Linked DNA regions of Mus musculus: all the other regions are linked to region 2. Evidence: chromatin contacts called from public HiChIP or PLAC-seq data. All regions are on one chromosome and are shown on one strand. Each heading gives the region's core, a stretch centred on a gene start, on an enhancer-like site or on the middle of the called end of the contact. The rest is flanking DNA. Distances are from core to core; before and after follow the strand shown.

Region 1 (4,088 bases), core at 840-3,339, 320 kb after region 2:
TCCCGAGACTGAGAAGGCTTACTTGAGATCTAAAGAATTTTGTGGAGGAGGGGGGATTTGAATATACCCCTCCCTCACCACCACCACCACCCCCGCGCCCCCCCCCCCCCGCCAAAGTAGGTAGAGGAGGTAATCTGCAAAGTGGGGAGAGAAGAGCTGGGCTCATACTCTGTGACCAAAGCCTTTCAAGAGAAGCAGGGATGTGACCTGGGGCGGGGCAGGCCAGAGGGTGGTCAGGGAGACTGGTTCAAAGGAAGAATGTGAACAGTAGGAACGGCTGGGTAAACAGTGGAGTGGGTGGGAACTGAGTGTCCAGAAACCATCTTCTTGGGCTGGGGGTGTGTGGCTTCTTGGTACAGTGAGTGCCAGCCGTGCCAGGAGTCCTAAATTTCATCCCTAGCACGGGGGTGGGGTGGGGTGGGGCTGTAGTTAAGGAAATCGGCTCCTTTTATTGTGCCTTTTCATTTGGGGAGAGGTTTGAGTACTGAGCATACTTTTATCATAAAATGAACCAGTTACAATTTCAAAGCAACCACCTCTTAGTCCCAGAAAAAGATGGGACAGAGAAGGGTTGAGGAAAAAATGTCCCATCTGTCCAGAATTTATGGCCTTTTAGGTCCTCAAACCACATCACTGGTTGGAAGTCCTCAGTAAGTTCTGTCCCCTTGCTTAGAGAGCCCTCTGTGTGCATGGAGAGCATCAATGTCCACCCCAATACCCTGCACGAAGCAGCCAGACTACAGACCTTCACCCTTGTACCAACCTCCTTAGGAAAATGAAGTCAGGAGTATATCAGCCCACCTGGTGTCTGGGGCCAGGCACCATAGAATCCATAGAATTTGCCTAAATTTTCTGAAAAGGGAACCCTGACTCTGAAAGCCCAAGGGCAGAGTCTGCAGGTGATCAATTCTGTCAGCTCAGGCAAGACCGCTCACCCCTGCTGACTCTGTGCCTGGCCCAAGGAAGGCCCCTTTTAAAAGGTGAGGTCAGGTCCAATGAAAGGACCAACGCACTTGTTACCAAGCTTGGGACCTGTGTTCAATCTCTGAGCCATACGGTGGAGGGAGAGAACTAATTCTTTAAAAAAAAAAACAAAACAAAACACAACGTATTTATCTTATGCATATGTGTACACTGTAGCTAGCTGTCTTAAGACACAACAGAAGAGGGCATCGGATCCCATTACAGATGGTTGTAAGCCACCATGTGGTTGCTGGGATTTGAACTCAGAGCCTTCAGAAGAGCAGTCAGTGCTCTTAACTGCAGAGCCATCTCTCCAGACCCAAGAACAAATTCTTACAAGTTGTCCTCTGACTTCTTATTGTGTATCATGGCTCAGAAGCATAAACAGACACAATAAATAAATAAATAAATAAATAAGAAAGCACCACAGGTTCGCTCCCTAGAATTGAGAAAACATGCAGCATAAAACAATAACAACAAATTTGTTTTTCAAGACAAGGTTTCTCTGCGTAGTGTTGGCTGTCCTGGAACTTGTAGACCAGGCTGAACTCATACTCACAAAGATTCTCCTGCCTCTGCCTTCCTGGTGCTGGAATTAGGCAGTGCAACACCAACACTTGGCTCTACAATTTAAAAACAATTTAAAACAACAACTCAAAAAAAAAAAAAACCAAAAAACACACAAACAAACAAACAAACAAAAAAACAAAAAAACCACTGTAGGCCAGGCATCTTTAATTCCAGCACTCAAGAGGCAGAGGCAGGTGGATCTCTGTGAGTTCAAGGCCAGCTCTGGCATACAAAGTGAGTTCCAGGACAGCCAGGGCTATACAGAGAAACCCTGTCTCAGAACAAACAAACAAACAAACAAACAAACAAACACAAAGCCAAAATCACAACAACAAAACAATCTGCCCCCCCTCCAACACTTGGGAGAAGAAAAGCAGGATTGAAAAGGGCTGAAGGTTTACTACAGAAGCTCAAGCGTCCACGAGGTTGGTTACCAACGGGTTCCATACAGCATTGCTTCACCCCCCAGGCCTCCTGGGGCAGTAGGGCAAGAGGTGGCCAGAACTTCCCTGCCAGGCTCCTCCTCTTGGATCACCCTGCCAGTTCACCCAGAATGCTGTGCAAACATCATCGTCCATGTGTGCTGACACATGACACATGGACCTAGGATTTCACAAGGCCATGCACCCGGGGCTCCTGGGCCGGGACACTTGCTGGCATTGGCTGGCTTCCTGCTGGACGTCTGTGGCTTTTGCCCACCCAGCATCCCCACACATGGGAATGGGATATGAAGGCTGCAAGGTGAGCATTTCACCCAAGGTCCTGTCATCCCATCTACCAGCTGGTGGCAGGGAGCCCGGCTCCACCCAGGAGCTCTGACCTTTCTTCCTGGAATTTGAGTGGGAAGCACAAAGCCACAGAAAGATGAGCAAGAGTTTTTCCAGCCAAGAACACCCTGCAGGGACAAGCTAGTTACCTTTCTGTTTAGATCCCCTTGGCTGGCTGCCTGGTTCCAGTCCTTCCTGACACCTGGGAACTACCTTTTCATGAAGCTAATTCATAGCCTCTCTCTCTCTCTCTCTCTCTCTCTCTCTCTCACTTTCCTTCCCCTTCCAAAAGTTAGCCCAAGAGCCTATTTCTGTTGTTTGCAATGCACCCCCAACAACTGCCACCCTCCTGCCTCTCCTTCACCTCACCCATGTCATTGCCACCTATTTGTCTACAAAGTACTAAAAATCATTGAGCCGTGGAACTCTGTAGAGACACTAGGGTATTTTCCCAAGGTCACACAACTAAGGAGATCATGGCCAGAATTTGAACTCACATTTTGGTATAAAGGCATGAGGGGAGTGATATGACGCACAGCCAAGATGAGTTCAAATGCTTGCCTTCCTGTAGGCTGCCACATGAAAATCCAAGTCATGTCACTGTCAGAACTGCATTGACTCTAAGTGAGAGAAACAGCTACAGCAATGCCACCTTTCTGTGTTCTCTAGGGCTGCCGGAAATGCTGCATATATAAGTGTCCGGCCTGGGGTATGCACTGGTTAGATTGGCTGCCCTAAAAGTGCAAATTACAGCCACCTAGTGAGTAAACACAGTAACTGAGGCCGGGTCTAGTCCAAAGATCTATGTAGATCTACTGCCTCTAAGTAGATCCAGATAGAATCTCAAAAATCTCTCTCTCTCTCTCTTTCTGCCCATCTCTATCACAACACACACAATATACACACATACATATACACACACATAGATACATACATACACTCACACATACATATACACATGCATACACACATATACACACAAACACAATACATACATACACACACATAAACACATATATACACATACACATATTCACACAAACACACATGCAAAAATACACATACATAGACACACATAGACACATATATACACACATACATATGTACACACACATATATATATATACATACACATAGACACATACACACATACATACACATATACACACACATACATACACATATACACACAAATACACACATATACAATACATACATACACACACATAGACACATACACACATACATACACATACACACACAAACATACACATACACAATACATACCTACACACATACATATACATATATACACAAACACACATGCAAAAATGCACACACATACATAGACACATATATGCACACATACATATGTACACACATCACACATGTATACGCACACACACACACTCTCATGCATATGAAGGTTAAAGGACAACTTCTAGGAGTTGGTTCTCCCCTTTCACCGTGTAGGTCCCAGGAATCAAACTCAGGCTGTCAGGCTTAGCAGTGGGCGCCTTTACCCAACAAGTCGTTTCAATGGTCCCCACACTAGATTTTAAAACCTGGACATCTCTCAGTGTCTAGTCTATGGAATGCCTACTAGGAAGTCCAGATGCCCCTGGAGATGGGGAGAGCATGGAGCATATGTAAATATGCACTCACTTTAACTCTCCTCTGCTGCCTTCGGAGAAGGAACAGAGCCCGGATGTCCACCCTCTTTGGGATGGGAAAGAGAACTGGATAGGGGAAGAAGGGTCAACCAAAACTAAGTATGTCTGAAAATGG
Region 2 (4,334 bases), core at 1,581-4,080:
ACTAGAGCAGGACAGGGAAAGAATGGGTCCTGGGTGAGGCCGTGCAGCACATCTGACCCTCCCGTCCTGCTGCAAACCCAGTGAACAGCTGTGGCCTCAGATGAGCTGGGGCTGGGTTCTTGCCCACACCAAGTGGCCCTGCTGTTGACACTGAGCCGAGGGCATTAGCTGTAGAGGGTGTCCACTGATTACCAGTATTAGAACAGAAAGAGGAAGCCACACAGATAATCTGCTTCTCCAGGAGAACAGCCGTGGGGGAACTGCTCCTCCTGAAGCTCAGTCCAGAAACTTCCTATTGGCATTTGCACCAAACAAGGCTCCACGGACTTCTGGCATCATCTGTAAAGAAGTCAGTAAATCAGGACCTCAGTCAGGGAAGTTGCAGACAATATTAACACCATGTGGGGAAAGGACATTGCTAAGCACATCAGACCTGTCCTATCTGCTGCACTGTGCCAGACAGTTAAGCAGTCAGACTATGCTCACAAAAGGGGAAAGACCTGAAGTCATTACTGTACTCAGTCTGTGACACTGAGTGTGTGAACCCCTTCCAGGACTGGCTGCAAAGGGCACTTAGATGGAGTCTGTTGATGTCTTGACAGAGAGTTACAAGGATGAGTGTGACCCCTAAGAGTAACCACATTGGCTTTTGTGGGGTCTCAGGCACTCCAATGGTCTGGAAGTTTGATAAAAGCCAGCATTGCTCAGGATCTTGTGAAAGTAGTTCCCACTCTGGCAGAAGGGATATAGGTTGTGTGTCAAAGCCCCTGCAGGCCTCCAGGCTCCCTCAGTATCCCAAGTAGCTGTTACACATTTCAAACCCACACTGCCATCCTAGCCTTTCTCAGCTCCCAGACAGCCATCTGTTCCCTTCTGCCCCACTTTTCTCACAGATCTCTTCTGTCCTCCCACACTGTACAGTCTCCCTTGATAGCTCCATGGGAACTTCTCACCCACTGTGCTAGCCCTCACCATGTCCAGTCTACGTCTTTCTCCTTCTGTTCTGGACTCTTCCAGATGCCTCTGGCTGTTCTCGTTTCTACAACAAAAGCCTTAACCATTATCATGGAAGGGTCATGTCAGCAGTTTCTTTACTGTGCTCCATCAAATACAGCTTTAGGTACTGGTAAAGAACTGAATGTGTGCGAGAGAGGCCAGAGGACAACCACAAATGTCATTCCTTTGGAGCAATCCACTTTTTACTGGTCTGGGGCTTGCATGACTCAGCTAGGGTAGATGGCCAACGAGCCCAAAGAATCCTCCTGCATCTGCTTCCCCATGGCTGGAACTAGAAACATGTCACCATGCCTGACTTTATGTGGCTTCTTTCTCTCTCTCCTTCCTTCCTTCCTTTTCTATATATTTATATAAACTTTACATCCTAATCACAGCCCCCCGCCCCCGTCCTACCCTTACAGATCCCTCCTCCTATTGCCCTCTCCCCTTCTCTTTGGAGAACAGGAACCCCATCCTGGAACAGCTAGTCCCATGAGGACTAGGCACATCCTCTCCCACTGAGACCTAACCAGGCAGTCCAGGTAGAGGAAAGGGGTCCAATGGCAGGGAACAGAGACCAAGACAGCCAGTCCCCTCTCCACTTGTTAGGGGACTCACATGGAGACCAAGCTGCACATTTGTCCAGCTCCTGCATGCTCCCTGGTTGGTGGCCACACTCTGGCCCTCATGGTCTCAGGTTAGTTGACTCTGTGGGTCGTCTTGTGGTGTTCTTGACCCCTCCAGCTTGCTCACCCCTACCCCACTCTCCCCCAAGACTCCCTGAGCTCCTGCTGATGTTTACCTGTGAGTCTCTGCATCTGCTGCTGATGGATGAAGCCTCCCAGGAGACCTCAGCTCCTCAAGCTTATGAGGCAAGAACTTTACTCACTGAGCTATTTATCTCTCATCTCCGCTAACTCCCCATCTGCAGGACTGGCTAGCACAGAGGGCTAACTAGCTCTAGGCCTCCTGAAGATGATGCACAAGTGCTCTGGCTACAAGACACGCACTTTCATTTCAGCATACTGCACTCTCTGGGAGACAGGGTCCCAACCTGCAGCTCAGACCGGCCTCACAGTAACCCTCCATCAGTCTCCCAATCAGCTACCACATCTGGCTAACCTACTCTGTATTTGTATGTTTGTTTTTGTTCTTTCTAGACAGGGTTTCTCTGTGTAGCCCTGGCTGTCCTGAAACTCACTCTGTAGACCAGGCTGGCCTCGAACTCACAGAGATCTGCCTGTCTCTAGGCATGCACCACCACACCCAGTTGAAACTATACTCCTAAATAAGGGATTAAGAAAGTCAACAGAAACTGTTAACCCATGTCTGGAAGATGACCAGCACTTTAGGCTTGTATCCTTGGGTTCAGTGTACAAATGTGGAGACATGAAGATCAGCGTTGAGTTCTCTGCAGTAAGTGCCAGCCGACACGTAACCAGAGTCTGCACTCACCTGCTGGGCTATCAGGTCCAGCCGGCTTTCCAGGGTGTTGGAAACCTTTATCTTGCGATCCCCATTATAGATCTCAACGCCACCAGCTCTACAGAGAACACAGGAAGTAATGTCACGGGCTTGAGATGTATGTCCATGACACGACACTTACCCGACTCCTACCCTCAGCACAGGACAGCCTCGGCATGTAAAGTGTACAGACAGGGCAACACTAATCCCACAGCGTCAGAGAGAACTCACAGTGCTCGCACACAGGGTACAGTGACTGTTGAGCACAGCCATGGGGCTGCAGCGTGCTGTTCAATTCTAGCCAGCCCTTCCCAGCAAGGTAGAAACCAGCTTCAATTCTCTTAGCTATGAGTCACCAGGCAGCCTATGGAGAGGCGGCACCTGCATGCTGCTGACAAAGGAAGGACAGTGACTCAACATGCCTGGCTGCCTAGTGCCTGCCTCTAGCCACCCTCACGTGTCACCTCACTCCTCAAAGCCTCTCAGCACTCAAGAGACATACACAGGTCAACTGTATTTCAAGGAACCATGGGGAACAAGATTCACCTACAAATGACCAGTTCTGTCAATTACCAAGATAAATGGACTATCAGACAAGGACCCAGATACTACTTGAGACAACATTTCACTAGGTAGCCCAGGCTAGCCTAGGACTTACCATCTAAAATCCTCCTGCTTCTGTGGAGATTACAGGCACGTGCCATTATGCACAGGTGGGAAAGGATTGGTACTTCCTCCTTGGGATGTTCGGTGGCTGATGGCCACAGCTGTACCAATCTCCCCCTTTCTGTGCCTCCCTCTTTTTTTCCAGTCTCCATAGCACTAAAGATGTTGCTCTGCTGAGATCCTGACTCCTGGGTGTTTTGTGGGGGAATGTGAGGACAGGAAGGGAGAGAATAAGCAAAAATGACCTCAGCAGGCACTGAGTGTCAGCTTTCTTCTCTTTCCTTCTGTGTTTTGAGACAGGGTCTCCCTGCATGGTTCAAACTGGCCTCAAACACTCTATCATCAATTGGAGCCAAGAGGCTGAGAGGTGATCAGCCTCCTGAGCAAGCACAGCACTCCTGATGAGCCTACAGCTTCCTAACTTCACAGCAACCTGAGTCTCGTGTACGAGATGTAGTAGATGAGGAAATGCACTCTGAGAAACCAAAAGGAGTAGTAACCACATTAAACAAATACCACTTAACCCAAAACAGTAAGCCTGCAATCTCTTAACTGTAATATTAAACCTCAAAAGGCTCTGAAAGCCACGCATCCTTCAGATAAGAACTGCCTGCCTCTTGTCATCTGGCAGAAACTAGCAGATCTTGACCTATTTATCTTGCATAGCATGAAAATTGCCAATTTTTGTTTTCTGTTTTCAAACAAGGTGTAGTTATGTTGCCCAGGTTGGCAGCTACACCGCTGGTAGGATGTGCATCTCCACGTTGCTGGCCATGAACTCCTGACAATCTTCTGCTACAGCATCCCAAGGACTGTGATTACAGGAAGGTGCCCCATGCCTAGCTTTTCCTGTGTGTCAATTGGGAAATGTTAGTATACCTGGCCATGACAGTGCTGTCTTAGACTTGAAGATACTACACAATGGGAAGCATCGGCACTTTGTCTGTCTTTGGTGCTGATGATGGGACTTGATCTCACACCTGCTATGCACGCTCTCAACTACCGAGCTGCACCCCAGCCCACGTCATTGCTATTCTGCTCTCTGAAATTCAATACATGTCTGATGACAAGGTCCCAGGAGGATCAGCCAGCCCTGTACCTGATGTCTCTGCACTGTCTGCTCAGTTTCCACAGCACATCGGCACCACTGAGCACGCCTAGACATGATCTCATTTCAAATGCTTCAATTTACTCAAGTCAGCTGGGCA
Region 3 (4,038 bases), core at 367-2,866, 370 kb after region 2:
GCAAACTTCATATGCCCCAGTATAGGGGAACGCCAGGGCCAAGAAGTGGGAGTGGGTGTGTAGAGGAGCAGGGCTGGGGGAGGGTATAGGAGACTTTGGGATAGCAATTGAAATGGAGATGAAGAAAATATCTAATAAAAAAAATGGCAAGTGTGTGGGGGCGGGGTGGAGAGAATGGCGACACAGACAAAGTGCTTGCTATTTTTCCAAAGAACTTGGGTTCATATGTAAGCTGGATGCTGGGGTAAAAACTGGGGAGCTGGATGCTAATAGTTAGTACTTGGGAGACAGAGGTGGGAGGGTCACAAGTTCAAGGCCAACCTGAACTACACAGTGAGCTCAAATTGAGTTTGGGCAACCCAGTAGGATTCTGCTCTCGACTCCTCATACACACACAAAAGTGTTCCTACCATGACCAGTGTTATCATCATCCCCATCCTTCACAGAACTATTTTCTTCAGAAAAACCAAAACTCTGTTCCTCACACCATCACCAGCCCATGGAATTCTATAACGTTCTCGGTGAACTTGGCTATTCTAGGAGCCTCTTATAAGTGGTATCAAGAAATATTTTCTCTTTGTAGCTGACTGAATTTGCTTACTATAATGTCCTTAAGTGTCAGAATTTTCTTCCCCTGAAAGGCCAACTAATATCTCACTATATATACATCGAATTTTAATTATGCTGTGCAATAAAAAATGTAGTTTACATTATGATCTACTACATGCAAATATATTATTGAAATGATCTCATTGGTAGGTTTTTGTTCAATGTGTATTGTCTAAGTAAACATTATAGCTCCAAATCATACAACCTTTAGGTGAAGTGCTTGGACATGCTCATGTTTCTTTAAAACATAATCCTGTTACAACCCTCTAATCAATTTCACGACACAGTAATGGGCTCTGATCCCTAGTTTGTAAAGAAATGGTCTGTTTAGACAGTGAAGTTATCCAGGAAATCAGCAAGGCTTGGTGTGGAGTGGTGCCAGAACCCTGAATAAATCTGGATGGGCAAAAACTGCGGCGTGCATTTGTCTTCATGAATGACCTGCAACTGCAGTGCAAGCTATTAAATTTAGGCCCAGACTATCAGTTTGTATTAAGTATAAACAGAATAATTCAAGGGCATGCTGACTCTCTCCATCAGACTGCAGCTGGTACAGGTCTTTTGCTTGGATTTATTCGCTGCCAGTGACCATTGCTCCTCCTCCCCTTTCCTTTCTTCTTCCTCTTCTTCTCCTTCTCTTCCTCCTTCCTTCCCCCTCCTTTCCCTTCCCCTCCTCCTTGCCTTCCTCCTCTTTTTCAAATCTCCTTTGTCCCCAGGCTCCTCTCTGCTCTGGGAATGGGGAATAGGACCCAAGACAGGGATGGTGGCCGCTAGGTCTCCCAGAATCCCCAGAGGTCTAGAATACCACAAGGAGGAGCACTGTGTGTATTGGATGGTGTGTGAGGCGAGCCTCCAGGCTGCATGCACTCTAGGCTGTGCCTTGCCAAGAGTGGAGTGCAGCCTTTGGGAAGTACAGAGGATGGAGCACGGGCCTCCCATCAGGATGTTCAGAGCCTCTCACCATTGCCTTCCTGGGTCACTGCTCTCTCAGCTGTGTCTGTTAAATATTAACGACCCAATGTCCCCAGAGAGTCACTATCGTTAATTAGCTAATCTCTGTGGCATCTCACAGGGTGAGGTCAGGCAGTCAGCATGTGAATAGCAAAGAAAAATTAAGCAGGAGGGGAGGGGAATCTGGGCTCCGTCTCTATCTCTCTGGCCTCCCGTATTCTGTACAGCTGTGGCCGTCGAGGACACGGCCGATTCTACTTTTGGCACACAGGCCTAAGAGTGGTATAGGAGAGGTCACACTGAGCGCTCTCAGCTGAGGACTCGGAGTTTGCAAAGGTCCGGGAATGAGGAAGGATTTGACTTGTTCAGAAAAGCTGGTCTGAGGTTGTTCCCACCACAGACGTAGAAGTCAATGTCAGGCAGCTAGGTAGGGACTAGGTGGGAACTTGTCAGGATGTGGTAGGGGCTGTGTGATTTAACCAGCGAGAGGCATAGAGAACCTCAGGCTGGGCCATCTGGGTAGCGAAAACTTTATACCTTGAGAATACCTACAAAGCTGGGTGGCACAGCACTTGCCTGGCATCAAGGAGGCCCTGGGTTTTAGCCCCAGCACCAGGTAGAGGAAGGAGAGGGAGGGAAAATGGGGTGGGGAATGAATATCCATAAAATATGCTAATTGGATTGGAGGTTCAATTGTTCGAAAACTTAAAAGATTTTTATGCTACTCTTCTGCATATGGCTGTCCCTATTACTCAAGGTTCTGTTTGAGCAATGACTGTGTTTTACCCTTATAACCTAGTGAGGTAAAAGTGCTCAGGACGTCCTCATAGCTCTGTCCCAACCCCATAGCCTTTTCCTAGTTCTGCATGAACTAGTTCCTTCTAGAGAAGGAACCTGGATGTTCTCGCCCATACCTAGCTTTCTACACTACTCCCAGGTTACCCCCTCCAACCCTGTTTCCTCTGCTTAACCTTGCCAGCCCTTGCTTGCACCTGGCCTAGCTAGGAGAAAGGGCCCCTTGGGGTCCTCATACGTGGGTCTGCAGGGGTAGCACTGTGCCCTGTCAGCATGTCTGATGGGCATCGAGAATTTGGTTCTCTCTAAGAGAGAAGAATGAGGCTCGGTCTAGACTCACCCCACTGGCCAACCCAATGCCCCAGGACCCATTCCCAGCACCACAAACACTTTTAGACTAAGATGATTAAGCCTGACTGTTGGGCATGCCTGAAGGATTGTTTCAGCCCCCACACCTCCTAAGGGATGGGCTGCTGAGGGTCAGGATCAGCTACAGCCAATGGTAGAGCAAGACCCTGTCTCGAAAGAGGAAAAACGAACCAATCAGGGCTGGCCCACAGTTCAGTGAGTGGTAGCTGGTGTTAGGAACTTGGGAAGAAGCTGCTGGCACAAAGGCATTGGGAGCCTCTGCTCCTCAGACGCTGACCATCTGCTGAGGGATCCCAGGGCTGCTGAGAAGGCCCATTTAACCCAGGCCACTCTGCACACTGAAGACCACTGTTCTGTGCCGCCAAGGGCTGAGGAGGTGCCGCAGGGCATCCTGACCTAGTGAATGGTTGTCTTTGGGAGCCATGCTCTCTCCTCCTGGCAGGGCCAGCTAATTTACTGCAGATCTGAGCAGCTCCTGAGGAGTCTCAGGAAGGCCACAGTCTGGCCCCCGGCATAGAATGCTGGGGCAGGAAGTGCTTCTTGGGGGTCGCACATTAGCTTCAAGCAGACAATCCCTGCTGTGGAAATCTACTTAAACACTGCCCGAATCAAAAAGGTTCCTCTTTAATTTCAGCCTTGTGTTCCTGTCCTCGTGACTCCCAGCTAAGTAGTGATTCTCTTCTTATTTTGTCGACGCCAGCCCTATATTTTAGTTTTCACCTCTGCTCCAAGTTTTCACCTCTGCTCCCTCTCTGAGGCTGAGGGAGGAGGCTGATCTGTGGTTTAGAGAGAGTTCAGGCCACCCACATCCCCGGCCTTAGGAAGAGGAGCAAAAGGAACTCACATCCAAGAACACAGCGTGCCCTCTTTTCAAAGGGCTGCTTTGGTAAGTTCCCTCAGGGCAGCCTGGGGTAGACAAGACCAGGATGTGGAGTAAAGAATGAGGGGGAGGCAGAGCTTGTGTGGAGAAGTCAGACTTCTAGGTAATGGGTGTGTTTTGAGTCAGGTGTTAGGCCTGGAAAATTCTCACCACTTTCTTTCTTTACTACAAGAGACCTGGCTACTCATTAAGCCAAGGGATTCTTCTCATTCATTTAATAACATTCACAGACCTAGGGTCTGGAGAGAGGGCAGAGAGGTTAAGAGCATTGGCTGCTCTTCCAGAGGACCTGGGTTCGATTCCTAGCACCCACATGGCAGCTCACAACTTTCTTGTTACTCCAGTTCAGGGTAGCAGACTCCCTCTTTTGGACTCTTTGGTCACCAGGTGTGCATGCAGTGCGCTGACAGATACAGGCAAAACACCCGTATACA

What was found. HiChIP or PLAC-seq counts read pairs in DNA pulled down with a chosen protein or histone mark.
Region 1: a FOXA1 HiChIP or PLAC-seq map of pancreatic cancer cells shows a contact between it and region 2. The contact joins two enhancer-like sites. A contact is called at or near these places in 3 of 484 Hi-C or Micro-C datasets (the G1E-ER4 cell line, cerebral cortex and cortical neurons), 1 of 115 datasets of contacts at active chromatin or transcription factors (pancreatic cancer cells) and 1 of 9 other capture datasets (macrophages).
Region 3: an HNF4G HiChIP or PLAC-seq map of pancreatic cancer cells shows a contact between it and region 2. The contact joins two enhancer-like sites. A contact is called at or near these places in 1 of 15 datasets of contacts at CTCF or cohesin (pro-B cells), 10 of 484 Hi-C or Micro-C datasets (B cells, CD4 T cells, the G1E-ER4 cell line and 4 more), 2 of 115 datasets of contacts at active chromatin or transcription factors (embryonic stem cells and pancreatic cancer cells) and 2 of 9 other capture datasets (embryonic stem cells and liver).

The regions. Positions count from the first base shown.
Region 1 is chr6:121,120,737-121,124,824 of GRCm38.p6, forward strand. All of the region lies in intron 1 of Mical3 (microtubule associated monooxygenase, calponin and LIM domain containing 3), which reads right to left. Among named protein-coding and RNA genes, the nearest start is that of Mical3, 8.2 kb to the right of the region's middle. Within about 2 kb of position 2,090, at least 37 of the 459 cell types and tissues checked have an H3K27ac peak or open chromatin away from gene starts, as enhancers often do. A contact at or near this core is called in pancreatic cancer cells, where this site is marked.
Region 2 is chr6:120,795,426-120,799,759 of GRCm38.p6, forward strand. Atp6v1e1 (ATPase, H+ transporting, lysosomal V1 subunit E1) reads right to left here. Exons shown (of 9, transcript NM_007510.3): 8 at 2,452-2,539; 9 at 1-339. The coding sequence ends at 277. Among named protein-coding and RNA genes, the nearest start is that of Slc25a18, 24 kb to the left of the region's middle. Within about 2 kb of position 2,831, at least 87 of the 459 cell types and tissues checked have an H3K27ac peak or open chromatin away from gene starts, as enhancers often do. A contact at or near this core is called in pancreatic cancer cells, where this site is marked.
Region 3 is chr6:121,164,690-121,168,727 of GRCm38.p6, forward strand. It overlaps a transcript of Mical3 not described here. Among named protein-coding and RNA genes, the nearest start is that of Pex26, 17 kb to the right of the region's middle. Within about 2 kb of position 1,617, at least 56 of the 459 cell types and tissues checked have an H3K27ac peak or open chromatin away from gene starts, as enhancers often do. A contact at or near this core is called in pancreatic cancer cells, where this site is marked.